Linked DNA regions of Rattus norvegicus: region 1 is linked to region 2. Evidence: chromatin contacts called from public Hi-C data. All regions are on one chromosome and are shown on one strand. The core of a region is the stretch at or near the end of the contact, and the rest is flanking DNA. Distances in the headings are between cores, read along the strand shown. Region 1 has its middle 85 kb from the start of Rnaset2. Region 2 holds the start of Cep43 (centrosomal protein 43).

Region 1 (4,006 bases), core at 779-3,278, 110 kb after region 2:
GAGGGCCAGTATTTTAGCATTATAACACACAGCAACAGACCAAACCTCAACACTCCTTGAAGTCTTTGAATTTTGTGAATGTTCCTTTAAGATCTGTGCCCTGGGCTCATCCAGGTCATTCTCTTCCACAACCATATCTACAGGTGGGCTTTGGAGAGAAGGTACTAGTTTGATCTTTCATATTGTTTGCACTTTGCAATGAGGTCTGAGCATGTGGACTTCTTCAGTTCATTCTGTGTCTAAGGTGGACAGAACAGGTTGGGACAGAGGAGAGGATGTGTTGGTCAAGTTGGACTTGAAGGTTGGAGATCTCTTCAGTGGGATGAAGTCAGGTGGATACAGGGGACTGGTCTAGTGTGCAAGATGAGCATCCTGGTTCAAGTCTGGATAGATCTAGAGCAGCGGTTCTCAACCTTCCTAACACTGTGACCCTTTAGTACAGCTCCTCGTGGGTGGCAATCCCCAATCATAAAATCATCTCATTGCAACTTCATACTGTAATTTTGCTAATGCAAGTAACTGATATGTGACGCCCCCCAAGAGGTCACGACCCACAAGTTGAGAACCAAAGATATAACGTCTAGAAAGAGTGCATGAAAGGGTGGATCAGACAGATTCACTGGTGTAGACCATGAAGAAGGATGTGGTTGTATGGAGGGCTTGGATGTGCCATGGGAAGGAGCCTCCACATATGATTTTTTTAAATAAATAAAATACCTTTAAACTTTAAAAATTGAATACAATAAAATGACTAAAATTTGACTTATCAGGAGTGATATGACTTTTTCTTCCTTTTTTTACTTTCCCTTGCTCCTCCAGGCAGTGTCTCCTTCCTTCATGGAGAACTGCCTTCATGGTTTATGATTTGCTTGCAAGCTTCATCAAATAAATGGTAACAAAACATCAGTACATTTTCAGGAAAACCATTTACAGAAGTGCTAATGCCATAATGGTGTTTCTTTATTGTCTCAGTTCCACAGAGACTGAGTTCCTGATTGCCTAGAGAGTTTCTCAGCTTTGCCCTCTCTCTGTTGCCTCTCTTATACTGGTCTAGATCCCACTGCCGCCCTGGAGCAGGCATCTTCCTGATTTATGGCCTGCCTACTGCAAAAGCTGAAACGGGAAGCTGTCATTCAGCCGTTTGACATTATTAATTTTCTTTGTAGTTGCAGGACAAACTGAAGACATGCTTCCCACGTCTCACAAAATCAAGCTTTAATTTGGGCAAGCAACTGAATCGAGGGTAAAGAAATGCCAAGGGGCTTGGCCTACTTGGACTCTGTGACAAACTGCAGTGGGCTTGGTGGCCCATGAACACCAGAGACTTAGCCCTCAGTGCTGGAGTCTAGATGTGCGCAGGGAGGAGTCCTGTGTACTCTGTCCCTAGTTCAGAGATAGAAACTTTTGTCTCAACCTTGCCTGGAACAAGACTGAAGTTCTCTGGGGCTTTAATTCCCACTTCTGGCTCTCCGTTTCTCACAACTGGATCACCTCTCAAACAGTTGGCCTCCTGACGTGGCACACTGGGACTAGTACCCATTATTTGGACACTTACAAGTGTAATTTGACTGATTTCTCATTCTTCCTGCTGAGTTTGTTCCTGCCGCTATAACAAAACATCTCAGACTTCGTGTTTTACAAAAGCAGACATGATTTTTCGCAGATCAGAGGCTGACTGTCAAGGTCAAAGGGATGGTGTCCAAACTCTGTGTCCTCGTGTGCCAGGAGGACCTTGCTTGTTCTCTGAGGCCTTCCTTTTATTAGACTTCCAATCCCAAAATTCCCTCCTCCAGTACCCTCATTACTGTATTATCTGGGGTTTAGAACCTCACGAGGAACTCTAGACCTGTGCACCTAGGCTGCCATATGACCGTCTTTCTCTTTAGTCACAAGCTCTGCCCCAGCATCTGGCCTTGGAGAGCAGGTTGTGGAGGCCAGAGGTTATTATGGAACTCCAGGACCTGCCTCTGGGCCAGGGCAGATGGCCTCTAAGTGTGTCCAGGCCTTTATGGATCCTTGCCTATGGCTTACTTGCCCGGTCCCTATGAGTCATTGGCTCTAAATATCTCTCAAGAACTGCTGAGGACCTGCTCTGATGAGTTGAGATGCCCATTCTCCTGGACCCACAGGCCTCCTTTACAGCAGAAACAAACAGCTTAAAAAGTGCTCTCTCAAGGCTCCTGTTAGGGCTTCACAGGGAAGTGCTGTATTTCTCAGCATGTAAACATCCTGGTATTTTACAATAAAACTCCTGGCACTGCTTAAGGTTTCCATGGTGATTAGATAGGCTTGCCAAACCTCTTCAAAAATACACCAAAAAGTGTGTTTTTTTTTTCCTGAGAATGCAAAATGATGTTGTCAGTCTTCCCTTTAGCTTGGATTCCTATTCTGTTCACCCCCCTTGGGGAAGCTGAGCCAGACAATAGGGTCTCCCTCTTCCCTCCCTTCCTGGCTCCCTCAGAGCACTGCATCAATTACCTTCCTACACCACGCAGTAAAGGATCTTTCTGAACTGAAGTTCCATTTTAAATGTAATGCTCTGCTCTCCATTTAAAGTATAACCATTGTTAGCATATAGCTGATTAGTTTCACTCTTTGATTGATAATACATGAGCATAATAAAATGGTTGGTCAGGAGCTGGCTACTCATGGCGATGTGGGTGCTCGTGGGTCGGTGGAGGGTCTGCTCTGTTCAACAGGGCTCTGCACCACTTCCTCTGGTTTTCAGACATCACGAGCAGAAGTGTGTCTCATAAACAGCCATGGAGAGATGGTGGGAAAGATGGGAATGAAAAGAGCTTTGCTCTGATGATGTCACTTGATGACTCTTTTTTTTTTTTTTTTTTTTTTTTTTTTGAGCTCCTTCCAAGTGAATGCCCAGAATCAGCTGCTGATCATTACAAAAACTCATTTGGAAAGTCCTGTCAGCTGACAACTTGAGTGGTTGAGCACATGCCCAGTTTCCAGGCAGTGTGCCTTGCTCTGCTCCTCCATAGTGTTTCATCTCGCCCTGGGCTGGGCTGGGAGGCCCTGTGTTAGGATACCAGGAGGCCTGTGGGGTTCAGAGGCCATGGGTTTCCTTGCCTGAGAGGTTGTGTAACAGAGACTGGTGGGAAGTTTCCTCCCTGTATCCCTGAAAGCAACAGTGAGTGGGCTCTCCGGCCCCTGCCCCCTTTCACAGTAGCCTTTTTCTGTCTCCTGGGCCTGTCATGGGGGGCAGGAGGGGATCTCCCAAGGAGTTTGCTTACATTCCTGCGGTAACCCCTTCCTTGATCACATCCATTTGGTCCTCTGCCAGGACCGTCTTCTCTCTAGCAATCTGACAGTAATAGACACACGCCTAGGTCAGAATACAGGAGACATCGGTAAGGGAGACCCATCAGGTCCTGCCAGTTTGCACAACTGGCCCATTTCCCATACTCCCTGGTCAAGAAGCCAGAATAGGCTGGCAGGAGCTGAGATGGAGATGCTCTCCCAGGCAAAATGATGTGCAACTCAGGTTCTCCTGAATTGGAAGCTTAGCCAACAGGAGGTGCTTGGAAGCGGCAGCAAGCGAGGGATACGAGTGCAGTGTCTGGAGCTGTGTGCATATAGCTCTGTAGATATCAGACATGTTTGTTTTAGGAATTGGCCCACAGAGGAGTATGAGTCTAAACTCTGTAGGGCAGAGCCACAGACAGAACATCCTAGACAGGAGTCAAGACGTTAGCCCAAAGGCTGTCTGGAGACAGGCTTCTCACCTCGCAGAGGTCTTTTAAGGTCATTAGGTGGTTAGGAGATGAGGCCACTACACTGTGGAAGGCCAGCTTTATTACTCAGCAATGCTGCTTTAAATGTTAAGCAACCTGACACAAGCTAGAGCCACTGGAGAGGAAGGAGCCTCAGTTGAGAAATATCCTCCAGACGATCAGCCTGTAGGGCACTTTCTTAGTGAGTGATTGATGTGGGAGGGCCCAGGCCATTGTGAGTGGGTGAGTGGGGCCATTCCTGGTGGTTCTAGGTTCTA
Region 2 (3,833 bases), core at 1,272-3,771:
ATATGAAGACATTTATTTCAACCTTTAAAACACTTTTTTACACTGCAGGAGATTAGACTCAAGACCTTTTACATGATGGGCAGGCACCCTACAATTGTCTACCACAAGCCCTTCAACATGTTATAATTACACTGCTTTTGTAATGGTTTATTTAAAAACATGTGTGTCATTAGATTTACTTTTAACTGTTTATATTTCAAGTACATACAATTTGAAATTTATAATCTTAGATAGCTACCATTTGCAATTCCAAACTAATCAGTAGTGTATGAGATGACTTTGTATGGCCATAGCTCTGAACAAATGTAGTAAACTATCCTTCTTGCAAATAGAAATGTGGTAACTGTTGACAGTGAGGATAACATAGGTAACACATGATGGGGTCCTTAATCAGCCTCACATCTTGTGAATGGAAATACTAAATGCATGGGCACTGTGGAAAACAGTTGGAAGGTTTGTTCATTTTTAGGTTAACATTATCTCCAGCAGGTGAGCCAGTCCTTCCACCCTCAAGCATTTTCTCAAGATCAGTATCAGGTCCCAGCAAAGATTTGGACATGACCATTCACAGCAGCATTATCCTCAAGGGAAAAGCAGGGACAACTCAATGTGGTATCAAAGGGAGGGTGGCTAGGCAAATGAAGACTATCCGCTCAGTGACTAGAGCAACGATCACCATTCTTGAAATGAGGACTACGTGGAAGAATAGGATACACTGCAGCATTCTGCTGACTATCAGACCTAAGTGCATTTTACACGTTCCCATTTGCATAGCTCTGAAAATAACTGAGATGCTGCGGAAGGAAACTCAAAGGGTTGGGCCTGTATTTTCTTTCTTGTGTTCCTCACATTCCGTAAATAGCTTATCAAATCTGACTTTAAGGTGTGCATTTCCACAAACAATTATACCTCAAGTTAAAGAGGGAGAAAAATCACAGAAGTACATAGTGTGAAGAATCTAGGACACCGAGTTAACTGAACTAGTCAAGGAGAACAGAAGAACAGAATCAGGCATGTACTACAAATGGCCAACCCAGGACGGATGAAGACCTGAGACATATGATGAGGGCACCAATGACAGGTGGAGAGTAGCAAGTGTCGCTCTGGAAAAGCTGTAACTAAGCCAAGAGGGGCAGGCAGACACTGCCAGGAGACGATGGAGTATGGGTGAAGCAGGTCTGGAAAACTCGGGGACATCAGTCTGTTACTCAGTCTAATGAACAGGTCTGAAGCTGGGAAAGGGAACTATGTAGTACAGACACTAGACAAAGTTACCACAGGGAAGCTGCAGAATAAGTACGTGGACTGTGGTACGCAGGAACAAGATCCTGTTAAAGAAACCAAGGAGTATGCAAAGGAAAACACATAGAGAAAGCTTCCCGAGGTCAAAACATTTCCAAAAATGAGAGAGGGGTTACTGTCAGATGGTGTAGCGGCTAGGTGAGCTGGAGGATCAAATGATCATTACAGTTTGACTAGAAAGCAAAGAAATATGGGATTCCAAGGTGTGGACAATGGAACCTAGCCTAGATTCCAAGGTGTAGACAATAGAACCTAGCCTAGATTCCAAGGCGTGGACAATGGAACCTAGCCTAGTCAAAAATTAGCAGTAAGGATGAGAAGGAGGAAGTTAAGAGCGGGTAGGTATACAGGTCATAGAAGGATGGAGGAGATCTGTCGCACAGGAAGACTTTGATTATCCTGTGATTCTTACTGACAGGGAGTTCCAGGACACACTCAGGATGGTTGCTGGGAGCTGGGGTAGGCAGAAAAGCCAAGTTACAAAACATTCAGGGATTACTAGGGTTTTTTTGGTGTGTGGTGGTGGGGGAGGGGGGGACGGGGACACAAGAACAGAGATATTTTTAAGGTAATGGTCAGATTTTTATCCAACCAATCAGAATTTGGGAAAAGGTTCCACAGTACAACCCTTAATACTTTCAGAGTGTAGTAACTTTTAACCATTCAGAACCATCCCCGTAACGTTAGTCACTGAACTATTTCAGAATGGCTTTTCATTTATTAGAAACCAGGCGTTAAGAGGTACGGCGTTAAGGTCTGGGGCTCTTACCTCTACTTTTTCTTGTTCTTCTAGTGCTAAAAACACAGCCGCTCTGAGTTCAGCCTTCAAAAAAAAAAAGCCCACAAGTTATAAGTCAGTTTTGCGACCTGAAAGTACAGGGACAGGCACGAGGGAGTGTGCAGCGAGAGAGGGAAGGCCACGGGCCTGTGTGCTCCACACCCGGCCCACGAGCTCGGGCCCAGGCGCCATGGCCGCGTGACTGCCCCGCGCCCGCGTCCCGCGCCCTTCCTCCCTGGTAGCCGCTCCGCCGCACCTTGATACGATTCAGCACGCCGCTGTTCTCCAGCGTCTGCACCAGCAGGTCGCGCAGCTCCGTGTCCTCCTCAGCCACCACCGCGGCGGTAGTAGCCGCCATCTTGCTTCTCCAAGACAACCACCCAAGCTGCGCTAACGGCCAACAGCCGCTGCGGAAGCCGCCCGGCGCGCGAGCGCGCAGTCGCAGCCCCGCCCCTCACGCGGAGAAGACCAACGGGGCGGAGCCTCCAGGCAGCAGAGTCTGCAGGTTCCATGACGTGAAGGGCGGGGCCTCCGTGTACGGTCTGTAGGCGGGGCCACGAGCATGGGACCGGGTCAGGCTCTGGTGACACGCTCTGTGGCATATTATAATTATATTAGAAATGTCACTAGGTTGCACTTAATTCCCCCGTTCCTGTGTGAGAGAGAAGAGTCCACTCCGGCTGAACGTACCGGTCCCTCTAACTGAAGTGGTGGTGGCAGTGGAGAGCCTCTAGGAGGGAAGGAGAAGCGAGCTGCGGGGCAGGGCGGAGACTTCAAGTGGGCGGGGTAAGATGTGGGGCGGGGCCTTCCTAGGGGCTGTTTCTAAGCGGGAGCAACGTGTAGGCGGTCTGTTCTTGCCTCTGTGTGTGCGTATACACATTCAACTTAAGTCGGTTTTGCGGGGCGGCGGTAGTTGGACCGCGGGGGTGGGGAGGGAGTAGGAAAGTCTGCTGTCTGGTACCATGCTCTTGTTCTTTTGAAAAAACAATCAACCAGGAGGGTAAATTCCAGGCTGCCGCATACATGGGAAGCTTCAACCGTGTGGGCTTGGAACTTCACAAAGATTCCGGTACCAGTCTGTAAAAGGGTTTAGAACTCATGCAGGTGGCCTGTGCAGTATGAATGCAGATGCACATAAGAATAAAGTTAAACGCTTTCTGTGCTGCTTTTCAGTTTATGAAAGAAATTAGAAGAGTGGTTTTTTTGTTTGTTTTCCTATATCTTTCAAGAAAGGAATCATTGAGAGGTTAATTTCTTTTTTTTTTTTTTTTTTTTTTTTTTTGGTTCTTTTTTTTGGAGCTGGGGACCGAACCCAGGGCCTTGCGCTTCCTAGGCAAGCGCTCTACCACTGAGCTAAATCCCCAACCCCGAGAGGTTAATTTCTAAAACTGGCCTTAAGGAGAACAGTTAAGGGGTTAGAAGGGTCACACGGAACACAGAGAAGGTGCAAAGTATTTCCCATGCTGGCAGTCTAATTACAATTTGGGCACAGGAAAAAATGGGTTTAATAGATCTGGACAAACTAAGGCGTCCTTGGAGTGTGCAAACTTCAAGCTAGGGACAGATGAAGGGGAGAGTGCTCCAGTAAAGGAATAAACTTGTCTGTGCTTGGCTTGGTCCATGTGCAGTGAAAGCAGCATTGGTATGATTGGCAGAAGGAAGCTGCATTGGGGTGGGGGAGCTGGTCCAATGCAGACCTTGACATATTACTTTGGAGAATGAGGGCTTGAGGCATTAGCTGATCTGTAGATTT

The links. Hi-C and Micro-C count contacts between places; a contact is called where the count stands out from the background.
Region 1: a Hi-C map of prefrontal cortex shows a contact between it and region 2, with 3 times the contacts expected there. The contact joins the enhancer-like site here to the promoter of Cep43 in region 2. A contact is called at or near these places in 10 of 12 Hi-C or Micro-C datasets (the A7r5 cell line, the Rat2 cell line, Schwann cells and 6 more) and 1 of 1 datasets of contacts at active chromatin or transcription factors (oligodendrocytes).

The regions. Positions count from the first base shown.
Region 1 is chr1:55,217,018-55,221,023 of GRCr8, forward strand. It overlaps a transcript of Rps6ka2 not described here. Among named protein-coding and RNA genes, the nearest start is that of Rnaset2, 85 kb to the left of the region's middle. Within about 2 kb of position 2,029, at least 27 of the 93 cell types and tissues checked have an H3K27ac peak or open chromatin away from gene starts, as enhancers often do. A contact at or near this core is called in prefrontal cortex, where this site is marked.
Region 2 is chr1:55,108,988-55,112,820 of GRCr8, forward strand. It overlaps Cep43 (centrosomal protein 43), which reads right to left and starts at 2,522. Exons shown (of 13, transcript NM_001101008.1): 1 at 2,337-2,522; 2 at 2,072-2,125. The coding sequence starts at 2,438. LOC134484997 (a long non-coding RNA gene) reads left to right here and starts at 1,161. Exons shown (of 3, transcript XR_010062886.1): 1 at 1,161-1,640; 2 at 2,096-2,866.